Linked DNA regions of Macaca mulatta: region 1 is linked to region 2. Evidence: chromatin contacts called from public Hi-C data. All regions are on one chromosome and are shown on one strand. The core of a region is the stretch at or near the end of the contact, and the rest is flanking DNA. Distances in the headings are between cores, read along the strand shown.

Region 1 (5,417 bases), core at 2,712-5,211, 120 kb after region 2:
GCTTCAACCTGGGAGGGGGAGATTGCAGTGAGCTGAGATTGCACCACTGCACTCCAGCCTGGGCGACAGAGCAAGACTCCGTCTCAGAACAAACAAAATGAGAGAAACGACTGCTCATTTTTTAAAAAAAGAGACTGGGGGCCAGGTGTGGTGGCTCATGCCTGTAATTCCAGCACTTTGGGAGGCTGAGGCGGGCGGATCACGAGGTCAGGAGATCAAGACCATCCTGGCTAACATGGTGAAACCCCATCTACTAAAAATACAAAAAATTAGCCAGGCGTGATGGCAGGCGCCTGTACTCCCAGCTACTCGGGAGGCTGAGGCAGGAGAATGGCGTGAACCCGGGAGGCGGAGCTTGCAGTGAGCCGAGATCCCGCCACTGCACTCCAGCCTGGGCGACAGAGCGAGACTCCATCTCACACACACACACACAAAAGGGCGCGGTGGCTCACGCCCATAATCTCAGCACTTTGGGAGGCTGAGGCGGGCAGATCACCTGAGGTTGGGAATTCAAGACCAGCCTGACCAACAAAGAGAAACCCTGTCTCTACTAAAAATACAAAAAATTAGCCAGGCATGGTGGCGCATGCCTACAATCCCAGCTACTTGGTAGGCTGAGGCAGGAGAATCACTTGAATCGGGAGGCGGAGGTTGTGGTGAGCCTAGATCGTGCCACTGCCTGGGCAACAAGAGCAAAACTCCATCTCAAAAAAAAACCAACCAAAAAACCCTAAATGCAGCCCAAGGAATTGGCCCCCCTCTCTACCCAAAAGAGCTCTGAGCAGTGCTGGCTCAAGAGAACCTAGGGAAACAGATGTCAGGACCCAAAGGGACATTCAGTCACCCTGAGAAATAAGCAGGACCTTGGGCCACTTGAATACAAGCAGTGTCCAGCGTGGGACAGGGACAGGGGGAGAGCCCACTCCTCTCTGAACTGGTCCTTGCCAGGGACCTTTGCTTCCACTGGAGTCCCTGTTTCCCTGGCCCCAGACAGCCCCCAGTGCTCGGACTGCCCAGAATGGCTCCACCCACAGCTGATTACTCAGGCAGCCCTCCTGAACCACAACCTTCCCTCCAGCCTCCTGCCCTGGCCTTGGGGACTCCTTGATCCTGGGCAGTCAGGAAAAGAGGCTGCCCTTGAGTGGGGAGCACCTCTGGAAGGATGCCCAGGCCGGAGAAGGGGTGTGAGCCTCTGAGCCACAGGTTAAGGGAAGACCTTCAAGGTTACTCAAGCCAGACAAGAGATTTGGTGGCAGGCCAGAAATCTGCTTCCTAGAGGAGGAATTGGAATGGGTCTGAGCAGCCAGAAAGTCAAGTCAGACCTTTGGGATGGAGAACGAAGGCTCCTAACAGTGAGGAGAATGGAGCAAGGAGGCGCCTGCCCCTCCTCCATGCCACCGTCTGCCTTTAAAGAGCCAGGTAAGGACCTGAGCACATAGCGGGCCATGGGATGTCTTTGAGGTTCACAGAAACTCTGTAGGGAAATGAAGGACATACCTTCTTAAATCAACCCTTGAGGCCCCAAAGAAGGAAGAGAGAGACCTGGAGCTGAGCTGAGGGCAGGGGTGTGCTCACCGTGCTGGGGCGCGGAGCATGTGGGGGCACGAGGCTGGGTCGAAGACGGCCTGCAGGGACTCACAGTCCTGGAAGGACAGGTTGTGAGTCTTCCGCACCCCTGGATGGGCGATAGGGTCTCAGTGGGCCTCGCCGACCTCCCTGCTGAGGCACCCCTTGGCTGTCCGGCTGCCCACTCACCGAACTTGCAGTGCAGCTGGACCACCAGGCGGCTGCTCCGGCCGTTCAGGGAGATGCAGCATTTTTCCACCGTCTTCTCCAGCATCGCCAGTGAGCGGAAGACAGACAGGAAGGACTAAATGGGATAAGACACCTCAGCCTAGCACCGCATCTCTGCAACAAGCTCTCCTGTCCCGTGTAGGCCCACACCAATCATGGGCCCAGCCTGTAACTCTGGGAAAAGGGCTCCCACATCACACGGGACACTGGCATCCTTCTAGGCCTCATTCATGCTCTTCCTTATGCTTGCAATGCCTTGAAAGACCTGCTTACCTTTCTCTTTTTTTTTTATTTGAGATGGAGTCTCGCTCTGTCACCCAGGCTGGAGTGCAGTGGTGCGATCTTGGCTCACTGCAACCTCCGCCTCCCGGGTTCAAGCAATTCTCCTGCCTCAGCCTCCCAAGTAACTGGGATTATAGGCCCCCACCACCACACCCGGCTAATTTTTGTATTTTTAGTAGAGACGGGGTTTCACCATGTTGGCCAGGGTAGTCTTGAACTCCTGACCTCATGATCTGCCCACCTCAGCCTCCCAAAGTGCTGGGATTACAGGTGTGAGCCACCGCACCCGGCCAAAAGACCTGCTTACCTTTCTTGACGAACTTGAGCCTCACCACCCTCTCAGGTCCCCGCTGTGATGCTTTTACCAAGGCCCTCCCTGTGTTTTGCATGGATTGGACTTGCACGTGTCTCTCTCCCCACTTAGCATCTACTGAGTACCCCAGGGCAGAGGCACAGCTAGTGGAGATTCCTGGGATGGGGCAGTGCCACTGCTGAGGGAAGGGCCTCACCTTCATCAGGATCTTACAGCGCAGCAGGTCCTGACCAGGGGTTGCTGCCTGGTATTGCTGGAAGAAGAGCGGAGCAAAGAGAAAGCAGGCATAGGCAGAGCGGGAGGAGTTCACCGTCCGGAGGGAGAGCTGGGCCACGAAGAGCAGGGAGAGGGACGTGGTCAGGGGGCAGCCACAGACCCAGCCCTCCGGCTGCTTCTGCTCACACACTTGCTCTATCGTCCTCCCGCTCTGCCACCACCTGCTGAAACCCTCCTTCCACATGAAGCCTTCAGAGTCGGCCTCGGGGCTGCTGCCGCAGAGGAGCGGTCGCACACCCAGGCCTACCCCGAGTTTCTCTAAGGGCACGTTACCCCCTGGGAGCTCACAGGAGGCCAGCTTGCAATTCACACACCGGCCTGGGAAGATGACAGGCGCTAGGCTGAGAAACTGAAACTCTGCCGACAAATCTGCCAGCGGTCATCCCGCCTAGTGGGGGCGAGACTCGAGTCCGGGTTACCCGCTCCCGGCTGGAGTCCCACCCGCCCCCCCACACCCCAGCCCCTCACCCCGTCCTCCAAGGGTTCCAGGTAGAGCTCGTCCCCGATGCGGGACAGGGAGTGGACGGCCTTGCCGAGCACTGCGGGGAGGAGAGCGGAAGGGGGTTAGGCTGGCGGCTCCGCGGCTCCTGCACCGCCGCTGCCAGGCCGACCCGCACTCACCCTTCACGTTGCCGCCCGTGACCAGGCACTTCATGCTGCCCCAGCGCCCAGCCAGCGGCCAGCACTACCCCACACTCCGCGACCTCAGAGCCCGGGGTCCTTCCCGCGCACCGCCCCTGCCAGCCCCTCCCCCGCCTCCCCATTGGTCCACACGCAGGCGCCTCCGTCACGTGAGAAAAACGTTCACAGGCTCCGCCGTCACGTGACGGCGCACGTTGCCCCGGGTGTCACGTGACCCGGGAGGCCCGCGGCGCCCGTCAGCTGCTCCTGGCTCTCCAGGCACGCCTCGGCCTTCAGCGCCCTTGGAGATCGGGGCGTCCCGCGGGCCGCGCATCGGATCGCGAAGGGCAGAGAGGACGCAGCTCTGGGGCGCGAGGTTCCTGTGCAGTGGACCGAGCGCTAGACTCGGAGTCCGAATGTGGGTGCGAGCTCTCTGGGGTCACCCACTGAGTAGAGTTCCCGGGCGTCTGTCGGAGGATACACGGTGCAAGCAAGACCATCGCACCCACTCTGGGCCGGAGACTCGAACTCCAGCAGCAATCCCCAACTCTAGAAAGAGGTCAAAGCAGCTTGCTTGCAGCAGCTGGGAGTGGGAGGTGGCTGCTCCTTCTGGCTTCGAGGATCCTTGAAGGAAAAACGGCAGCTTCTCCAGGCAGAAAGGGGTAGAACGGTGCTCCTGGCAGAGGGAGGAACAAGAGTAAATGCTCAGCGGTGTGGGCTCCGCCCCCTGGAGAGGGGAGTAGGTCTGTGAGTCTCAGAGAGGCTTAGGGGCCGCCAGATGATGAGGGGCACCGCTGGGACGCTCTAGAAATGTTTTACGAGGGTAGATCGTGGTTATGTGCCTTTTTTTTTTTTTTTTTTTTTCCCCGAGACATATTCTTGCTCTGTCACCCAGGCTGGAGTGCAGTGGCGCGAACACGGCTCACTGTCGCCTGGAACTCCTGGGCTCAAGGTATCCTCCCACCTCAGTCTCCTGAGTATCTGGGACCACAGGCACACCCACCACGCCCGGCTTTTTTTTTTTTTTTTTGTAGAGACGGAGTCTTGCCATGTTGCTCAGGCCCGTCTCAACTCTAGGGTTCAAGATATCTTTCCGCCTTGGCCTCTCAAAGTGGCGTGAGCCGCTGCATCCGGCCTGGTTTTTTTTGGGTTTTTTTTTTTTTTTTTGGTCTTTTTTTGTGTGGGGGGTTTTTTTGTTTGTTTTGAGATAGAGTCTCGTTCTGTCGCCCAGGCTGGAGTACAGTGGCACGATCACGCCTCCCAGGTTCAAGCGATTCTCTTGCCTCAGCCTCCCAAGTAGCTGGGATTACAGGCGCCTGCCACAAGGCCTAGCTAATTTGTGTACTTTTAGTAGAGACGGGTTTCGCCATGTTGGCCAGGCTGGTCTTGAACTCCTGACCTCAAGTGATCTGCCCGCCTTGGCCTCCCAAAGTGCTGGGATTACAGGCATGGGCCACCACGCCCAGCCCGGGCCTGTGTTTTTAAAAGACCTCAGACTGGCCGGGCGTGGTGGCTTATGCCTATAATCCTACCACTTTGGGAGGCTGAGGCGGGCGGATCACCAGGTCAAGAGATCCAGACCATTCTGGCCAACATTGTGAAACCCCTTCTCTACTAAAAGTACAAAAATTAGCCGGGCGTGTTGGCGAGCATCTGTAGTCCCAGCTACTCTGGAGGCTGAGGCAGGAGAATTGCTTGAACCCGGGAGGTGGAGGTTGCAGTAAGCCGAGATCGTGCCACTGCACTCCAGCCTGGCGACAGAGCGAGACTCCATCTCAAAAAAAAAAAAACCAGACTGTGTGCCAGGTGGGGATGCATCAGCTGGAAGGTCTTCCCCTTCTCCTGGGCCTCCAGGTCCAGGTGAGTAAAATGTAAGGGAGTCCTAGAGAAACTCACTGACCCCTATTCTCCCCACAGTACCAAGGCTCTGGTGGTTCTTTGAAGGGCCCAGGGCATCCCTGTGTTCCCGTAGGGCCTGTCTGTGCCTTGCCCCTCAGATCCTGTGGTAGTGGAGAAGATTTATTTGTCTCTGCACCCCTTGCTCTCCAGACCCACTTTCAAATGAGTTGAATTGATACATAATAATTGTACACATAGAGAGAGTACAGCTGACATTTGGATACATGCATAC
Region 2 (5,638 bases), core at 2,117-4,616:
TTACAGGAGTTAGCCACCAAGCCTGGCCCTTCTGTTTTTTAGATGTGGGATCTCACTATGTTGCCCAGGCTGGAGTCAAACTCCTAGGCTCAATCAAGTCTTCCATATGAGTCTCCCAAGTAGCTGAGATTACAGTCTTGCACCTCCTGCCCAGCTTCCAGGATTGATGCACTTATAAGAAGAGATATTAGAAAGCTTGTTCTTTCTCTCTGCACCAAGGAGCACATATGAAGACAGAGCCAGAAGGTGGCTATTTACAAGCCAGGAAGAGAGCCCTCACCAGAAACCAACTGTGCTAGCATCCTGATCTCAAACTTGCAGCCTCCAGAACCATGAGAAAATAAATTTTAGTTGTTTAAGCCACCCAGTCTATGGCATTTTGTTTTGTTTGTGGAATTAGGCCAGTGGCTCTTGCCTGTAATCCCAGCGCTTTGAGAGGTTGAGGCAAGAGGATTGTTTGAGCCCAGGAGGTCAAGGCTGCAGTGACTAATATGATGGGCAGTGGAGAAAGTAGGAAGGTCTAAGGTGTGGAAATGTCAGAGGCGTTTGAACCAGAGCAACTCCATCTTGAATAGGAGCTGGGTAAAATGAGGCTGATACCTACTGGGCTGCAGATGGTTAAGGTATTCTAAGTCATAGGATGAGACAGGAGGTCAGCACAAGACACAGGTCATAAATACCGTGCTGATAAAATAGGTTGCAGTAAAGAGGCCAGCTAAAACCCACCAAAACCAAGATGGTGATGAGAGTGACCTCTGGTCGTCCTCGCTGCTACACTCCCATCTGTAAACTGATGCCATGGCAATGTCAGGAAGTTACCCTATATGATCTAAAAAGGGGAGGCATGAATAATCCAACCCTTGTTTAGCATATCATCAAGAAATAATCAGAAAAATGGGCAACCAGTAGCCCTTAGGGCTGCTCTGTCTACGGAGTAGCCATTCTTTTATTCCTTTACTTTCTTAATAAACTTGTTTTCACTTTACTCTGTGGACTCGCCCTGAATTATTTCTTTTTTTTTTTTTTTTTTTTTTTTTTGAGGCGGAGTCTCGCTCTGTCGCCCAGGCTGGAGCGCAGTGGCCAGATCTCAGCTCACTGCAAGCGCTCCGCCTCCCGGGTTCCCGCCATTCTCCTGCCTCAGCCTCCCGAGTAGCTGGGACTACAGGCGCCCGCCACCTCGCCCGGCTAGTTTTTTGTATTTTTTTAGTAGAGACGGGGTTTCACCGTGTTAGGATGGTCTCGATCTCCCGGCCTCTTGATCCGCCCGTCTCGGCCTCCCGAAGTGCTGGGATTACAGGCTTGAGCCACCGCGCCCGGCCCCTAAATTATTTCTTGTGCAAGATCCAAGAACCCTCTAGTGGGATATGGATCCAGACCCATTTCCTGTAACAGAGGGAGTTGGGGCTTGGTGGTTCCCAAAGAAGGTGTAACTTTCAGTGTCTCCTCTTCACCTACTATCCACAGCAGATTTCTCTGGCACGCACCCTCAGTGCCACCGGTAGGAGCAGAAGTCCTTGGGTGACCTAATCAACACCTTTTCAACAGTGTTCAGTTTGAATATGTATTAGAAAACTATAAATAGTGAGCACACGATTAAATGGACATTATTCCTTTTCCTTTCCATTTAAGATTTTTAAAAGTGAATTAATTAAAAGGAAATGTTAAATAGATGGCAAAACTGATGGAGTTTTCCTAATGGCTGGAGTTAGGGAAGCACTGGACTCCGTGGTCAACTCAGCTTCCTTACATCCAGGTCACCTAAGGTGCCCTTCCTGCCCCTGCGGTTATGTCCACGGCTCCACCTCCACTTCCCAGTGAACTCTCCGGCAGAAAAAAAAGGAAAGAAAAAGGCTGGTTCTCAAGCACATGTTGTGCTCTCCCATTTCCTAAGATTTTGCACATGCCAGTCCTTCTACCTGGAGTGTCCCCTCGGTCTCTGCTTCCACCCTCACCTACTCGAATGCCACCTGCTCTGGAGATATTTCTGTGATGCCACCCGGCAGGCCCTTCCTCTAAGTTCCAATGAACCCTGTCCCGTTCTCCCTTGTGGCCACTGACTTACTGCAATGTAAGGAAGATGTTGCTTCACTGTCTCAGAGAATAAGGCCTCCTTGAGTACAGAGGCCATGGCCTGTTCATTTCTTTAACCTCAGGGTTCAGTACAAAGCATGAGATGGAGGAGGGAGTCAGAACATGGTTTTTGTGTGGTTTCTTGGGTTTTGTTTTTGTTTTTGTTTGAGACGGAGACTTGCCCTGTCACCCAGGCTGGAGTGCAATGGCACGATCTCGGCTCATTGCAACTTCTGTTTGAACGATTCTCCTGCCTCAGCCTCCCGAATAGCTGGGATTACAGGTGCCCACCACCACGCCCAGATAATTTTTGTATTTTTAGTAGAGACAGGGGTTTCACCATGTTCGATCACGAGGTCGAACTCTTGACCTCGTGATCAGCCTGCCTCGGCCTCTCAAAGTGCTGGGATTACAGGCGTGAGCCACCGCGCCGGGCCAGAACATGTTTGTTGGATGGATGGATGAATGAATGAATGAATGAATGAATGAATGAATGACTGTCCTGGAGATTAAGATCTACAAAGCTGGGAGCATGAAGGTACACAAGGCCAGAGAAGTCTGAGTTTGGGGAAGGAGCCTGGGAGAAAGGGTTAGTGAGTGGAGGAGGGTCTGAGGTCTAAGTTTATGGCGAATGAGATTTGAGGGGAGGGGTCTGAGTGGTGGAGTGGAAAGGTATGGGGGCCCTGGAGTGGGACAGGAAGCTCTTTATGACTATTCATTTAATCCACACAACCCAATGAGATTGTCATTTTCCCCATTTTACGGATGGGGAAACTGAGGCATACTGAGGTGAGAAACTTGCCTGGGGGAAATCGCTAGTGGGGGTGGTACTGAGATTCGAACCCAGGCGGTTGGCTCCAGTCTGTGCTCTTGACCAATTTGGTCCGGGGCCCGGCACACAAGTAATCCCTGTTTGCCCTACGGCCATTATCACTAACTGAGGCAGCGGCGCGGGGCCTTGGGGGTGAGGGCAAAGGGGTCCTTGAGGTCGCCCTTGGACCTGAGGACAAGCCAAGCCTCAGGAAGAACGGTGCGCGGCGGCATAGATGAAGGGCCCGTTGCCATGGGAACAAACGCAGGCCTCGGGCGGGCGCATGCGCAGATCGGGGAGAGGGTGTTGAACCGGTGAAAGGTGACGTAAAAGCGCACGGGGTGGGGCGCGGGGCTCGGGACGTCAAAGCCCTGCGTCCTTCGGCCCCCGGAGCAGAGAAGCGCGCACGGCAGCGGTGACAGCGGCCACGGCAGCGGCGACAGCAACCCCTGCTGGGCCGAAACTGGGCAGAGCGGAGCAGACGTCTGAAGCAGCGCTAGTGAGGCGCGAGGGTGGCGCCCGCGCCCGGGAAGACACCCTCGGCGCGAACCGGCGGCCCAGCCCCGGGTCCGGGTTCCCGAGGCCCCGCCTCTAGGGCCTGGGGACTAATCGGATTGAAAGCGCGCCGGCCCGGGCCGCGAACTCGCCAATTGCGGAGGGCGGTGGCCACCGCCCAATCCGGAGCAGACAGGTGCGAGGTCCGGAAGGCGGAGGCCAATCGGCGGCGGTTGCGACCTGCTGGGGCAGGTCTCGGCCAATAAGGAGGCTCGAGTGACATCTTCGCCCACCAATCGGGAGTGAGGGAGCATTCGTGCCCGCTCGCCCTTCCGGCCAGACCTCTATTTACCAGGGGCGTGCAGCCCGCTTGCCAATCAGAGCGCGGCTGAGCGGCCCGGCAGCCAACCCCCGAGGAGCGGCCGGCTGGCGTCCGCCGCGCCCAGGAGTTGGGGATGTCCTACAAACCCATCGCCCCTGCCCCCAGCAGCACCCCTGGCTCCAGCACCCCTGGGCCGGGCACCCCGGTCCCTACAGGTGAGGATCCAGCTCCACCCCTGCTCGCCTGCCGGGCGGTCGAGGTCTCGAAGAGAAGACGGCCTGAGTTCTGCAATACTGGGCTTGCCGCCTACCCTCGCTGAGCCTCAGTTTGCTGGCCTGTGAAGTGGGCGTGGTCACGTAAGGGCTTGTAGGTGGAGCGCAGTGGGAGGGATTTGTCCCTGAAGTTGATCAGCCTGGAATGAAGCATCCTTTGGAGGGAATCGGGCGAACCCGGTCCTGGGCTTGGAAAAGCTGGGAGGCGGCGTCCCTGCCCCGCGCTGACCTCTTACTCGCGCCTGTTGCTGCAGGAAGCGTCCCGTCGCCGTCGGGCTCAGTGCCAGGAGCCGCCGCTCCTTTTAGACCGCTGTTTAACGACTTTGGACCGCCTTCCATGGGCTACGTGCAGGTGAGTGGGGCCAAAGGCTTGCTTATGGATGGGGACTGGAGTCCCCCTCCCCGCCAGGTGCCTGAGCTCACTGCCCTGTTCTCTTTTGACATAGGCGATGAAGCCACCCGGCGCCCAGGGCTCCCAGAGCACCTACACGGACCTGCTGTCAGTCATAGAGGAGATGGGCAAAGAGATCCGGCCCACATATGCTGGCAGCAAGAGCGCCATGGAGCGCCTGAAGAGAGGTAAGTGAGGCCAGGCCGCCCTGCTTAGGAAACCGACACTGGACTATCTTCCATTAGGGAAAGAAAGACATCCGGAGGCCACCTGAGCCAAGCCTAGAGGAGGGCCAGTATTACTACCCAGAGAGGTGTTTTGAATCGAATTGAAATTGCGTCCATTTCCAGGGAAGAGCCTGGGAATTTGTACTTCTACAGGGCAACCTTGAGGATTAACCAAACCTCTAATCTCATCTAGCCGTCATTAGTTTGGAATTTCTCTTGCTGAAAGGGGAAAGGGAGTGGGGAGGCAGGGGTCCTCCTCTGGAGGGCAGTGGGTGGGGCTGTGGAGGGTTGCTGAGACCCCACCCCACCACCAGGTATCATCCATGCTCGGGCCCTAGTCAGAGAGTGCCTGGCAGAGACAGAGCGGAACGCCCGCACGTAACAGGAAGCGCCCCGGCCTCAGCGTCTGGACCTTTCCCGGCCACTGCAGAGCACCCGCTTCTCCCTGGCCTTCATCCCGAGTTGCACTAACCATCCTGGGCTTCCTGTCCTGTGTCCCTTGGTGGGTCCCCTCCAGGAACCAAGGAGCGGCTCTCCAGGTGGCAGCACTAAGGACATCCCCCCACAACAAGAGTTAGCAGCGAGGTCCCCATGAGTCCCACCCATGACCTGCCAACAGTGTTGCCCACCGGAACTTTCTGTGGTCCCCACCGCTCAGCCCTTCCCAGCCCTTCTCCCACTTTGTCCCGAGCCTCCTTCTCCCCCAGCAGGGGCTCAGGCCTGGCACCTCACTGCCTTGTGTCCTGAGCCATAGTGACTCTTTTATCTGTGTGTCTTTTGCTAAATATGCCCTTTTTATATTAATAAAAGATGATTTGGAGTTGTGCTCTCAGCTCTGAGCCTTTCTGGGTCTGGTTCTTCAGCTAAACCTGGGTGGGCCAGGCAGAGAAAGGGGAAGAGGAGACTAGGAGTGGGGAGGGTGTGACTAAACAGGGTTTGACTTGCCTCTGTGGGCCATCAGCCTCAGGTGGGAACCGGGCCCTCTCCGCCCCAGCCGTGGCGCTGAGAGCCCTGGGCCTTCCTGTGGTGCCACCAGGGGGCAGCACAGGG

Evidence for each region. A called contact is a pair of places that touch in the nucleus more often than the background predicts.
Region 1: a contact with region 2 is called in a Hi-C map of liver, with 1.9 times the contacts expected there. The contact joins the promoter of RAD9A here to the promoter of CDK2AP2 in region 2. A contact is called at or near these places in 2 of 14 Hi-C or Micro-C datasets (fetal cortex germinal zone and liver).

What each region holds. Positions count from the first base shown.
Region 1 is chr14:6,990,156-6,995,572 of T2T-MMU8v2.0, forward strand. RAD9A (RAD9 checkpoint clamp component A) reads right to left here and starts at 3,962. Exons shown (of 10, transcript XR_013403509.1): 1 at 3,287-3,962; 2 at 2,586-2,714; 3 at 1,756-1,870; 4 at 1,576-1,675.
Region 2 is chr14:6,870,757-6,876,394 of T2T-MMU8v2.0, forward strand. It overlaps CDK2AP2 (cyclin dependent kinase 2 associated protein 2), which reads left to right and starts at 3,367. Exons shown (of 4, transcript NM_001266586.1): 1 at 3,367-3,913; 2 at 4,225-4,322; 3 at 4,417-4,549; 4 at 4,903-5,398. The coding sequence starts at 3,832. The coding sequence ends at 4,970.